Linked DNA regions of Sus scrofa: region 2 is linked to region 1. A link is a contact called in public Hi-C data. All regions are on one chromosome and are shown on one strand. The core of a region is the stretch at or near the end of the contact, and the rest is flanking DNA. Distances in the headings are between cores, read along the strand shown. Region 1 holds the start of PKD1 (polycystin 1, transient receptor potential channel interacting). Region 2 overlaps PKD1 (polycystin 1, transient receptor potential channel interacting).

Region 1 (5,919 bases), core at 661-3,160:
CCGTGAGCTGTGGTGTAGGTCGCAGACGCAGTTCTGATCTGGCCTTGCTGTGGCTGTGATATAGGCTGGTGGCTACTGCTCCAACGTGACCCCCAGCTGGGGAACTTCCATATGCCACACAAGCAGCCCTGAAAAAGCAAAAAAAAAAAAAAAAAAAAAAAAGGCCACAAGGATGTGGACCAGCAGGTCCTGAGCCAGTCCCCATCTCTGGGGACAAATGTCTGCAAATCTCAGTCACCTGCACCCTTTGCAAGCCAACCCTGAGCTCCTAACAGTCAAATGCTGCCTCTGCCATGTACTGGCTGTTACTTGTGCTTGTGCAAATCATATCGCCATCACCTCTGGCCTGTTTTTTCCCCTGCAAAAGGGGCATCTTTGCTGTACCTCCAGAGGGTTAAGCATGACGGTTCACAGGAGTTCCCCTTGTGGTTCAGTGGTTAACGAATCTCATTCGTATCCACGAGGACAGGGGTTCAATCCCTGGTCTCGCTCAGTGGGTTAAGGATCCCGAGTTGCCGTGAGCTGTGGTTGTAGGTCCCAGATGAGGCTCAGATCTGGCATTGCTGTGGCAGTGGTGTAGGCCAGCAGCTACAGTTCTGATTCCACCCCTAGCCTGGGAACTTCCATATGTCGCGGGTGCGGCCCTAAAAAGACCAAAAAAAAAAAAAAAAAAAAAAAAAAAGCTGATGGTTCAAAAGAGTTTGGCACAGGCCAGGGCTGGAGACAAGCTCTCCATAAAGACTTCCTGTTATTATTTCTTCCAAAATGCAAGTCTGCTAATGGTGTGTCAGCATTTTACACCCCTCCAGGCCTTTGCACACATGGTTCCCTCCTCCCGTCACCTAAACCCAGTTTCCTTAAGTATCAAACCAATTCTCAAACATCCATCGAACCCTTGTCCACCTCTTCCGGAGAGCCTTCCCTGCCGTCCACACAGACTTCTCCATCTCCTAGCGTCCTTCTCCAGGGCTCCCAAGTGCTGGGTATCCCTCCAAGCCAAGCTGCATCCTATTAGGCTCTGAGCAGCGTTGAAGTGCTCGTGGTCCCTTGCCGGGACCTTCCCGCCCTGCGCCCACACGATGCCAAAGGCCCTCAGTCAGTTCGCATTAGCGGAGTCCCACCGAGTGAGAAGTCTCCGCCCGCACAGAATCTGGGATGTTTCTGTTTCCCTCTGGCTGAGGCCAGGCGGGCTGAGAGCCGGCTGCGGTCCCAGGTTTTCCTTATTTAGTCGGGCCGACCTCACTGCGCTGGAGCCTCGCCCTGGGAGAGGCCTGGCCCGCACTCCGTTTCCCCTTCTGCAGGCTGGGGACGCGCCCACGCCCTGCGAGGCCCGCCAGGCCGGCGGCCTGCCCGTGCGGCCTCTCCCGGGAGGGTGAAGGCGCCCCGAGCCCCGGCAGGCCCCGGCGGCCGCGAGTCCTAGCGCAAGCCGGGCGCCATGGCAACCGCCTCACCAGCGTCGCAGGGCGGCGGGTTACTCACAGCGCGGTGGCGTCCGCGGGGATGCGCAGCGCGGGCCCGAGGGTCCGCAGTCCGAGGCCAGAGCAGTTGACGCGGCAGGCGGCGCCGGGCGCCGGGCCGCAGAGGCAGGGAGGGGCGCACGGTCCGCAGCCGCGCCCGGGGACCCCCGCCAGCGCCCCGAGCCACAGGCCCAGGCCCAGGGCGAGCGCCAGGCGGGCGGGCGCGGCGGGCGGCATCGTCAGGACAGCGCAAGCATGGCCCCGGACCGGTCCCGAGGCCCCGAGCCCGCCTGGCCCCGGCGACCGCGGCTCAGGCGCAGCCCGCGCAAGGCATGGCTGGGCGCGGGGCGGGATACGGCAGCAGCTGCGGCCTGTCTGCCTGCGCGACGCCTGCTCGGTTCTCCGTCCCGGCTCCGAGTCCTCCGCGGCCCGCTAGCGCGCTGGCGCTGCAGTGCGGGCTGGCGGCCGGCTCCTCCTTCTCCCGGCGCGGCGCGGGGGGCGGGACGCTCTTAGGCCCCGCCCCCCGTGCGGCAGAGCCGGGCGCGGCCGGGGCGGGGCATCAGGAGGGTCCGCCCTTCGCTCTGCGAAGGGGCCATCCGCGCGGCCGGGGCGGGGCATCAGGAGCTCCGCCCTTCGCATCCAGCTGCAGGCTCGACAGCGAGGGCCCTCGCTCGGTGCCCTTCCCCTCCGCCCGCGGCGTCCGCGCCTCCCAGACCTCAGAGCCCAAGCAGTCACAACACTGAAAACACCAGCCGGAACCTCCAGTGCCCTCTACGAGCGCTCATCCACTCCCAGCGCCTATGTCCCTCTCCACCACCTCGGATTGCCGAGCTCCTGGCACACAGTAGGCACTCAATAAATGCGCATCGCGCCCTCTCAGGGAATTGCCAGAACGTCGGCGAAGTATGACAGCTGGTTCTCCCTGGCACGGAGGTGAAGCACAAGGTGGGCCTCACCTGGGCAGGTGAAGGGCAGCGTTCGGCCGGCCATTCGCCAGCCCCTGGGCAAGAAGCTGAGTTCTGCGCACCTGGGTGCTTGGGACCTCCCACCACCAGGGCAGTTTGCCCCCTCTTTCCATGGCGCAAGTTCCTCAGTGCTGCGGCTCTGCCCAGGGAGCTTTTGCGCCCAGGATGTAATTAGGGAACTAACGCACGTGGTGCTAAGAATTCAAGCTGAATAACATGGACGAACTCTGAAAACATCCTAGATGCCAGACATAAAGAACCACATATTATAGAAATCCGTTTATTAAGCGGGGGGGGGGAAGGTTTGGGAGTTCCCACTGTGGCTCAGCAGAAACAAATCTGACTATTATCCATGAGGACCTGGGTTCGACCCCTGGCCTCACTCATTGGGTTAAGGATCTAGCGTTGCTGTGAGCTGTGGTGGAGGCCGACAGCTGCAGCTCTGATTTGACCCCTAGCGTGGGAATCTCCATAGGCCCCAGATGTGACTTTAAAAAGACAAAAAAAAAAAAAAGGGAAAAAATGAAATTTGACAGATCACACAACAGGTAAGGAAGGGGCAAACCCAAGCTTTTAATTCCAGATAATAAACTGATGAGATCCAAGGTCTCAAGATGAGTGAAGATGGACCCATAATAAACAGTGATGCCAAATGAGCAAAACAGATTAATCAACTAAAATGCAAGTTTTTTCCTTTTGTTTTTTCTTTTGAGGGCCACACGTGCAGCATATAGAAGTTCCCAGGCTGGGGGTTGAATTAGAGCTGCAGCTGCCAGCCTACACAACAGCTCACGGCAATGCCTGATCCTTAACTCACTGAGCAAGGCTAGGGATCAAACCTGCATCCTCATGGATACTGGTTGGATTCATCACCACTGAGCCACACAGGAATTCCCCTTTTTTCATTTTTTAAAGTTTTATTGAGGTATGGTTGATAAATGCAATTGTTTTAGAAGGGATTTCTGAAATAGAAAAGATTTTTTATTTTTATTTATTTATTTATTTTTTTTTGCCTCTCGTGTGGCATGCAGAAGTTCCTGGACCATGGATCAGACCTGTGCCACAGCTGTAACCAGAGCCACAGCAGTGACTACACCAGATCCTTAACCCTCTGAGCCATGAGGGAATCCCTAGAAAAGATGTGCTTAGGAGTTTCTGTCGTGGCTCAGGGGTAATGAATCTGACTGGTATCCATCAGAATGCAAGTTCGATCCCTGGCCTTGCTCAATGGGTTAAGGATCCAGCATTGTCACTGCTGTGGCTCTAATCGCTGCTGTGGTGGGCATTTGATTCCTGGCCCGGGAACTTCCACATGCTTTGGAGATGGGCAAAAAATAATAAAAATTTTAAAAGAAGAAGAAAATAACATATCTAGAAATGAAATTCTGGGCTATTTCAACAATTCCCACGGTGAGTCAGAGGAAATAAAATGTGGCAAAGATCCTGTTTGATGCAGGGAGGGGGATGCTGGAGAAATGTTTAATTCTCTCTTTTTCAGGCACACCCACGGCGTGTGGGAATTCCCAGGCCGGGGATGGAACCAGCACGACAGCAGCAACCTGAGCCTCAGCAGTGACCATGCCAGATCCTTAACCCACCTAGCCACCAGGGCATTCCTAATTCTTGATAAAATATTAATTTATGTTTTTATTTTTTATTACTCAAATTTACACATCTCTAGTTGTATAATGATCATAACAATCCGATTTCACCGGATTTCCATCCCACACCCCAAGCACATCCCCCCACCCCCCAAACTGTCTCCTCTGGAGATCATAAGTTTTTCAATGTCTGTGAGTCAGCATCTGTTCTGCCAAGAAGTTCAGTCTGTCCTTTTTTCAGATTCCACATGTCAGTGAAAGCATTGGATGTTGGTGTCTCATTGCATGGCTGACTTCACTTCGCATGATAATTTCTAGATCCATCCATGTTGTTAAAAATGCCGGTATTTCATTCCTTTAAAACATAAATTTAAAGGCTTTTATTAGTAACGATAATTAAAAATTTTTAATAAAAATAATTAAACTATTAACATAAAATACAGGGGAAAATTAGAGTTTGGAGGGAAGAAACAAGAAAATCTGGTCAGCCCAGGAAAGAATTACAAAAGGAAACAATGGGGAGTTCCCACTGTAACAGAGTGGGTTAAGGACCCAGGGCTGCCAAAGCTGTAGCTCAGGTTGCAGCTGTGGCTCTGATCCAATCCCTGGCTTGGGAAGGTCTGTATGCCACGAGAGTGGCAAAAAAAAAAAAAAAAAAAAAAAAAAGGAAACAATGGATCAGTATATTCATCAAAATACAGAACGAGAAGTTTCCTGGTGGCTCAGTGGGTTAAGGATCTGGCATTGTCACTGCTGCGGCTTGGGTAGCTGCACTGCCCAGGTTTGATCCCTGGCCTGGGAACTTCTGCATTCTGCAGGCTAAATCCAGATAAATGTCATTTGCCAGGGCACAGCTAGGACAAATAACCCAGAGGGCGGGAAGCAAACAGAAAAATGAAGACAAAGACGGTGGTGTGGCAGTAGTAATACCAAAAAATAGAACCTAAGGCAAAAGACAGTAAATGGGAAAAGAAGTCCAACTGTTTTACACTAATTAGGGGCACAATCTATGTAGAACACATAATGAACCAGTGTCTTCTCAAAAATAGAACTTTGTGAATTCCCCTGGTGGCTCCGTAGGTGAAGGATCCTGAGTTGTCACTACTGTGGCACGGGTTCAATCCTTAGTCAGGGAACTTCCATATGCCACGGGTGTGGCCAAAAAATATATAGATGATCAGCACACAGAGCTAAAACTGTTAAAATACATAAAATTGGGAGTTCCCATCATGGTGCAGCAGAAACTATGAATCCAAGTAGGAACCATGAGCTGGCAGGTTCGATCCCTGGCCTCGCTCAGTGGGTTAAGAATCCAGCGTTGCCATAAGCTGTGGTGTAGGTCACAGATGTGGCTCGGATCTGGCGTGGTTGTGGCTTTGGTGTAGGCCGGGCAGCTGTAGCTCTGATTCGCCCCCTAGCCTAGGAACCTCCATATGCTGCAGGTGCAGCCGTAAAAAGCAAAAAAATAATATTAATTAGATAAAATACATAAAATCTTTGTGGAAGATTTTATTACACCTTCCTTTGAGTTTTACAAATCAAGCACAAAATTTTTTTTTTCTTTTTGGCCCCACTCTGGACATGCAGAAATCCCTGGGCCAGGGATCAATCTTGCGCCACAGCGGTGACCCGACCCACTGCAGTGACGACATCGGATCCATAACCTGGCTGGGCCACACGGAAACTCCAAGTAGACAATTAAAAAAAAAATCAAGAAAGAGGGAATTTGAATTGCACAGTTAACAAATTCTAGTTTACGTAACAGCATTTTGGCAAGATTTGGGAAATGGTTGGGCAATAACGTGGCCTTAGGAAATACTGCCCCCTAGAGGTACTCTGGGTCCTCTCAGCTGCTCACTGCCACATCATAGGGCCAAGCCCACAGCAGACCCACCC
Region 2 (5,570 bases), core at 612-3,111, 47 kb before region 1:
TAAAGTGCTGAAGCCCACAGAGGTGCAGACGGGGCTGCCTGCTCTGGTGGGACCTGCGTGCAGCCGTTCTGCCTGGCCCCAGGCCTCCAGGGTGGCAGAAGGTAGTAATACTGAGCGGTGTCGGCTCTGGCTCCGAGGGGCCAGAGTGGAAGCCACAGACCCAGCCCAGGGAAGAGGCATGAGCCCAGGCCCCCCTGGGGCTAAGTGCTGCTGGGGTGGATTTTGTTTTTGGCCAGTAGGGATGCCCTGCTGGCGCCCGTAGCCAGGCCCGTGCCTCTGCTGGCCCGGGCGAGGCGGCTGGGCAAGACTGGCAGTGGGCCTGGGGAAGGCCCGGGGGCTGGTGAAGCTGGGGGCTCACGGCTCCTGCGGCCACGCAGGCTCTGCAGCCGCCGCTCCAGCTGGTAGACGTCCTCCGTGGCCTGGTTGAGTCGGTCAAACTGGGCAAGAAGGGCCTCAAACACGGCTTGGAGGCGGGAGGGCTCGGGCTCGGGCTCCGGCTCCCCTCGGGCCCCCGGCCGGCCCAGGCCCCCACTCAGCCCATCCAGCTGGCTGGAGGAGGTGGAGGGGCGAGAGGCATCAGACCCTCCACTGGGCGGTGGCACGTCCGGAGAAGACTTGGAGCCCCGGGACGAGCGGGAGGGCAGTGGCTCCACCCCTTCAAAGCGGACTTTGTGGCGGAACTGGGGGCGGCACAGGGGCTCGGTCAGTCCGGCTGCACCCTGGGCTCCACTGGGCCCAGGGTGCGTCCCTCTCCCCCCCACTGGGCCGTACCCACCTCCTTGACCTTGCTGAAGCCCATCCAGAGGCGCAGCCTGCGTAAGAACAGTTCCACCATCTCATAATCCTGGGGCTCCCACGCTGGGCGGTAGAGCTCCCCGCGCAAAGCGTGGTACCGCCACCGCAGGAGGATGGCACCCAGCCTCAGGGCGCCCCACAGCCGCAGGGCCCAGAGCCCTGTGCACAGCAAGGGGGACAGACGCCAGGACTCGTCCGGACACAGGGCAGGACCCCCGGCCCCAGGGCACAGCACCAAAAGGGCCCGGGCGGCACTCCGAAGCGAGTCCACACAGGAGGAGACCAGCTGGGGGAAAGACGGCACGAGTGACAGGCAGCCCGGGGCTAAAGGCCCCTCTGATGGCCTCCCCCTGCCAGGACCTACCAGAAAAGCCAGTTGCACGTAGGCCACAGCGAGCACCACCAGACCTATGGCTGCACCCACGAGCTCTGGCAGGGCCCGGCACAGCGTCTTGCCGAAAATGGACCACTGGCGCACAAAGCGCAGCTGCTGGGCTGCCTGTGGGCAAAGGGCATCAGTGGCCCAACCTTACCCAGAAGCACCCTCCCGGGTCCACCGGCCCAGCTCTCACCTTGACCAAGAGCAGGAAAAGCAGTGAGGCAGCCAGGCCGTGGGCCACCGCACTCAGCTGGGCCACCTGCTCAAAACTGGTGAAGTGGTGCGGGCGGCGGCGCAGGAAGCGGGTCCATTGGTTGTCAGCGGCGCCCAGCTGCGCCAGGCGCACCAGCGCAGCGGCCGCTGTCAGTGCCACCAGCAGCCACCGCGCCCAGGTCCCAGGCCTCCTGGCACGCACACGCCCCTCTCTACGCCAGGAGCGCACCTCAGCCACAGCAAAGTACATCGCGAACAGCAGCAGGCCCACCTGCAGAGGACCGGGGCGCAGCCACAGTGGGGCGGGGTCAGGGCCGGACAAGGGTGGGCAGGGCCGCGCGGGGCAGAACAGACTGGAGTCGGGGGTACAGCAAGGGGGTGTCAGAGCCGGCTGAGGCCACCAGGGGGCACAGACGGGGCTGGGGTGGGCGGAGCAGCGCAAGGGTGGAGTCAGGGCCTGTGGGCGGTGGTGCCCGAGCTGGATCGGGAGGGGCCGCGCTGCGGTGGGCGGAGCCACGCAGGGCAGGGTCAGGCTGGGCGGGGCAGCGGAGCACTGTCAGGGCCCGGCCTGGGCCACGAGGGCAGTGTGGGGGGTGAAGTAAGGGCCTGTGCAGTGTGGGCAGGGCAGCCTGAGGGCGCAGAGCCCGGTTGGACGGGGTCATGTGGAGGCGGGTCGGGCTGGGGTGGGCGGTGGCCGCAGAGGGCAGGGTCAGGCTGGCTGTGTGGGGAAGCGTGGGGGTGGAGTCAGGGCCTGTGGGGGCGGTGTCAGAGCCGAGGTGGGCGGGGCCACGAGAGGGAGGGACTGGTTTGGGGCGGGCGGGGCAGGGAGAAGGTGGAGTCAGGGCCTGGGGGGCGGTGTCAGAGCCGAGGTGGGCGGGGCCAAGCCGGGTGGGGCGGGGCCACGAGAGGGAGGGACTGGCCTGGGGTGGGCGGGGCAGGGAAAGGGTGGAGTCAGGATCTGTGGGGGGTGGTGTCAGCACAGGGCGGGGTCCGGCTGGGCGGGGCAGTGGGCGGTATCAGAGCCAGGCCTTGGCCACGAGGGAGCGGGGTTGGGTGGAACCGTGAGGGGTGGCAGGACCTACCGAGGTGAGCAGTGGCATTGAGAGGCCAGCGCTGAGGCGGCGCAGCGCAAACGGGCGGACACTGACGGCCGTCACGGCTTGTCCGGCTGCAGGGAACTCGAGGCGTAGCGTGACAGCAGCGTGCAGCCCCACGGCTGGGCTGTACCGCGTGAGCTCCACGAACACCGCACGGCTCCTGCGCAGAGGGCACGGTGGGGCCGGAGTCCAAGCGGGTGGGAAGGGGTCAAGGCCGAGAGGGGAGGACCTGCGCCGCGGAGAAGCTGGGGGCCTTGGCAGAGGCAGGGGCTTGGGCAGCGGGTGGAGGAGGAGGGTGAGGTGCACTGGGGGGGTTCGTTGGGAACAGCAAGGCTGGGGCGTGGGCGTGCAGAGCACCCACCTGTTGTCGATCCAGTTGTGCAGCTGCAGGAAGCCCAGCTGCGCGCGGCTCTCCTCCAGGCTGGGGCCCAGCTCCTGCACGTAGCCCCCGCTGTCATACACGGCGCAGGACCCCCAGTACCAGACGCTGCCGGGAGGGGGCAGTGTCAGAGCGCTGCCCCGCAGGAACCCGGGAACAGGCGGGGCTCCGCGAGGAGCGCTCTCCCAACGCCCCAGGCACCCTGGCCCGCCCTCCCCGCTCACCCCAGCAGGTCCGGGGCAGAGTAGGCCCACGTCTTGGAGCCGTTGTGGGTAACGCTCCCCCAGCCAACGCCATAGTCGCTGGTGCTGAAGCCACCGGAGGCTGCCGAGCACGTGAGGGCCCCTGGGCCGGGAAGGTCCGAGCAGAGCGCTGAAAGCAGAAGGCCAGAGAATGAGCAGGACCAAACCAGGAGCACTGGCTGTTTACCTGCCCCCAGGGCTCAGCCCTGAGTGATGGCAGCGACCCTCCCAGCAGCCCAGAAGGTAGATGACACTGTCCCGGAGGCAGGGAGGTCACCCAAAGGCTTCTCTTTGGGAAAAAGCAGGGATAAGTGGCAGAGTGCCCCTCTCCCACTCACCTTCCTGCAGCCGCACCTGCCGCAGTCGTGGGGGCCCCAGCTCCGGTCGGGACTGGTTCCCGTGGATGTAGGGGAGCAGCACGTGGGACATCCAGGGCCAGAACTCATCAGACCTGCCCGTGCCAGACAGAGTCACATGCTCCATGCCTCAGCTCCCCGAACCCACTGGGGTCAGAGAACCAGCCAACAGGGGGCTGCCAGTGTTGCCCCAGGGGAGGCACGACCTGGCGCCTCAGCCTCGGCTTCCTGACACTTGTGGGGAGCTAATGCTGGGCGGGGGCTGCACGGGGCACACACGGTTTGGAGCAGTGTCTGTGGTCTACACCCACTGCCAGCAGCACCCGCCCCAGTTCTGAACACCAGAGATGCATCGAGACACTTCCAACATCCCCTGGGGTCTGGGTTGGACCAAGGGCGGGATCCGCACCACCCTGGCCCAGAAGGCAGACTGCCTGCGCATTGGGGCATCCATACCGGGTAATGGCCAGGAAGGCCTGGCTGTCCAGCTCCTGCTTGATGGCGTTCTGCAAGCGGTAGGCATGGTTGTGGCACGCGGTGTCCCCATAGTTGGCCAGCAGCGTCACCAGCAGGAAGAACATGTACACCAGAAGGCCCTGCGGGGTGGGGATGGGCCTGGGGTCAGCCAAATGCAGCCCGGGCTCCTGGAACAGCAGGGCTTCCAGACGCTGGACAGCAAAGTGCTCACAGCCAGGGGGTCTGGTGCTAAGAGCCAGGCCTGGGGGCAGACATGTCTGCGAAGCCATGGAGCCACACCAGGGCCGCGTGAGACCAGGCAGGAGCGGGCACTGGACTTGGACGGAAGGGGCCCATCAAGGATCAGGGCAGGAGTTGGAGGGGATGGGAGGGCGTCAGGCAGGGCAGGGGCCGCAGAGCCTGAGACCCCCTGCGGGAGAGCCTTCAGGGCTCAGGAGAAGGGCTCGTGTGTGGTTTCTGAGAAAGGCAGGACTCTGGGAGGACGATGCCCTGGCCAGGAGGCCAGAGAGGGAGGGCCGGGCCCGGCCACGCGGCCTGAGCTCACCCTCAGCATCCCGTGCAGCCTCTTGACCTTGCGGGCCTCCTCCTTTGCCAGGAAGAGCGCGAAGCCATGGGGCGGCCGTACCCGGGGCACGCGCTCGCTCACGGGTGTCACGGCCGGACTCTCCACCAGTGTGTCATCCTCATCAGGGTGCAGCCGCTTGGCCACCAGGGCGAAGTACAGGGCTTCCAGCAGGACCTGCGCCAGGAGGGCGTCAGGGAGGCCGCAGGGGCCGGAGGCCAGCAGCTGGGCTCCCCTGCATCCCACCTACCTTGAGTGGCTCCCAGCAGAGGAACGAGGCCAGGAAGCTGGTGCTGCTTGAGAGGAGCCACATGACGGACACGCTGGGGGGGAAGCTGGCGCCAACCCACCCGGATACCCCCACGGCCACAGCCACCAGGAGCAGGCTGAGCCCGTGGGCCAGGGAAGCACACCAGGCCGGCAGCAGTCGCTTCCGCAGACCCTCCACCAGCCCTAACGAAGCAGACACACACCGTGAGCGGCCAGGCCGGGGAAGGGGCAGGGAGGTTGTCGGGGGACTCGGGCGCACCTGTCCTAGAGAGCTTCGCCGAGCGGGGCTGCTCCCACGTCAGGCCTGGGCTGGGCAGCCCCCCGGTGCCCCGACTCTGCAGCATCAGTGTCTGAGTCCTCTCCCCGGGAGCGCCAGACCTGCAGCGGGGGGAGCGTGGAGGGCAGCGGCCAGCACTCACTGGTCAGCCCGCACACGGCCCACCACATCGGTGCCGGCAGTTCCAGGAGCCTCTCTGGGCTCATGCGTCCCCTGCCCCTGGTCTGTGGGGACAGAGGGCACTCCCCTGGCCCCAGGCGGAGATGGTCCTGGGCTTCAGAACACCGCCAGGCACTGTCCGCCCTGCTTCGCAGTCCAGGAGGTCCCCTCGGCCTCGGGCTGCAGCCCCCCAACTTCCCGCTGCCCCACAGCCACATCCTTGCTTCCTGTGGCCGCAACCTGCTGCTGTCCTGCCACCACTCCCTGGCCTCCAGACCCTACCCCGGCCTGCTCTGTGTACCAGCGAACCACGACTAGGTCTGCCGCCTTGCACGCACGGAGCACCCAGGCCTCGCGCCTTCCC

Evidence for each region. A called contact is a pair of places that touch in the nucleus more often than the background predicts.
Region 2: a contact with region 1 is called in a Hi-C map of subcutaneous adipose tissue, with 1.7 times the contacts expected there. The contact joins the enhancer-like site here to the promoter of PKD1 in region 1. A contact is called at or near these places in 2 of 5 promoter capture datasets (fetal liver and liver), 15 of 47 Hi-C or Micro-C datasets (adipose tissue, alveolar macrophages, blood and 7 more) and 1 of 2 datasets of contacts at active chromatin or transcription factors (skeletal muscle).

What each region holds. Positions count from the first base shown.
Region 1 is chr3:39,845,600-39,851,518 of Sscrofa11.1, reverse strand. PKD1 (polycystin 1, transient receptor potential channel interacting) reads right to left here and starts at 1,910. Exons shown (of 46, transcript NM_001246202.1): 1 at 1,480-1,910. The coding sequence starts at 1,694. It overlaps LOC106504252 (a long non-coding RNA gene), which reads right to left. Exons shown (of 7, transcript XR_001303294.2): 7 at 4,319-4,378.
Region 2 is chr3:39,893,027-39,898,596 of Sscrofa11.1, reverse strand. It overlaps PKD1 (polycystin 1, transient receptor potential channel interacting), which reads right to left. Exons shown (of 46, transcript NM_001246202.1): 35 at 5,030-5,148; 36 at 4,751-4,953; 37 at 4,483-4,677; 38 at 3,918-4,057; 39 at 3,444-3,556; 40 at 3,088-3,235; 41 at 2,846-2,971; 42 at 2,470-2,644; 43 at 1,368-1,658; 44 at 1,160-1,294; 45 at 776-1,081; 46 at 1-680. The coding sequence ends at 201. Among named protein-coding and RNA genes, the nearest start is that of TSC2, 40 kb to the left of the region's middle. Within about 2 kb of position 1,861, at least 36 of the 83 cell types and tissues checked have an H3K27ac peak or open chromatin away from gene starts, as enhancers often do. A contact at or near this core is called in adipose tissue, alveolar macrophages, embryonic fibroblasts and 2 more, where this site is marked.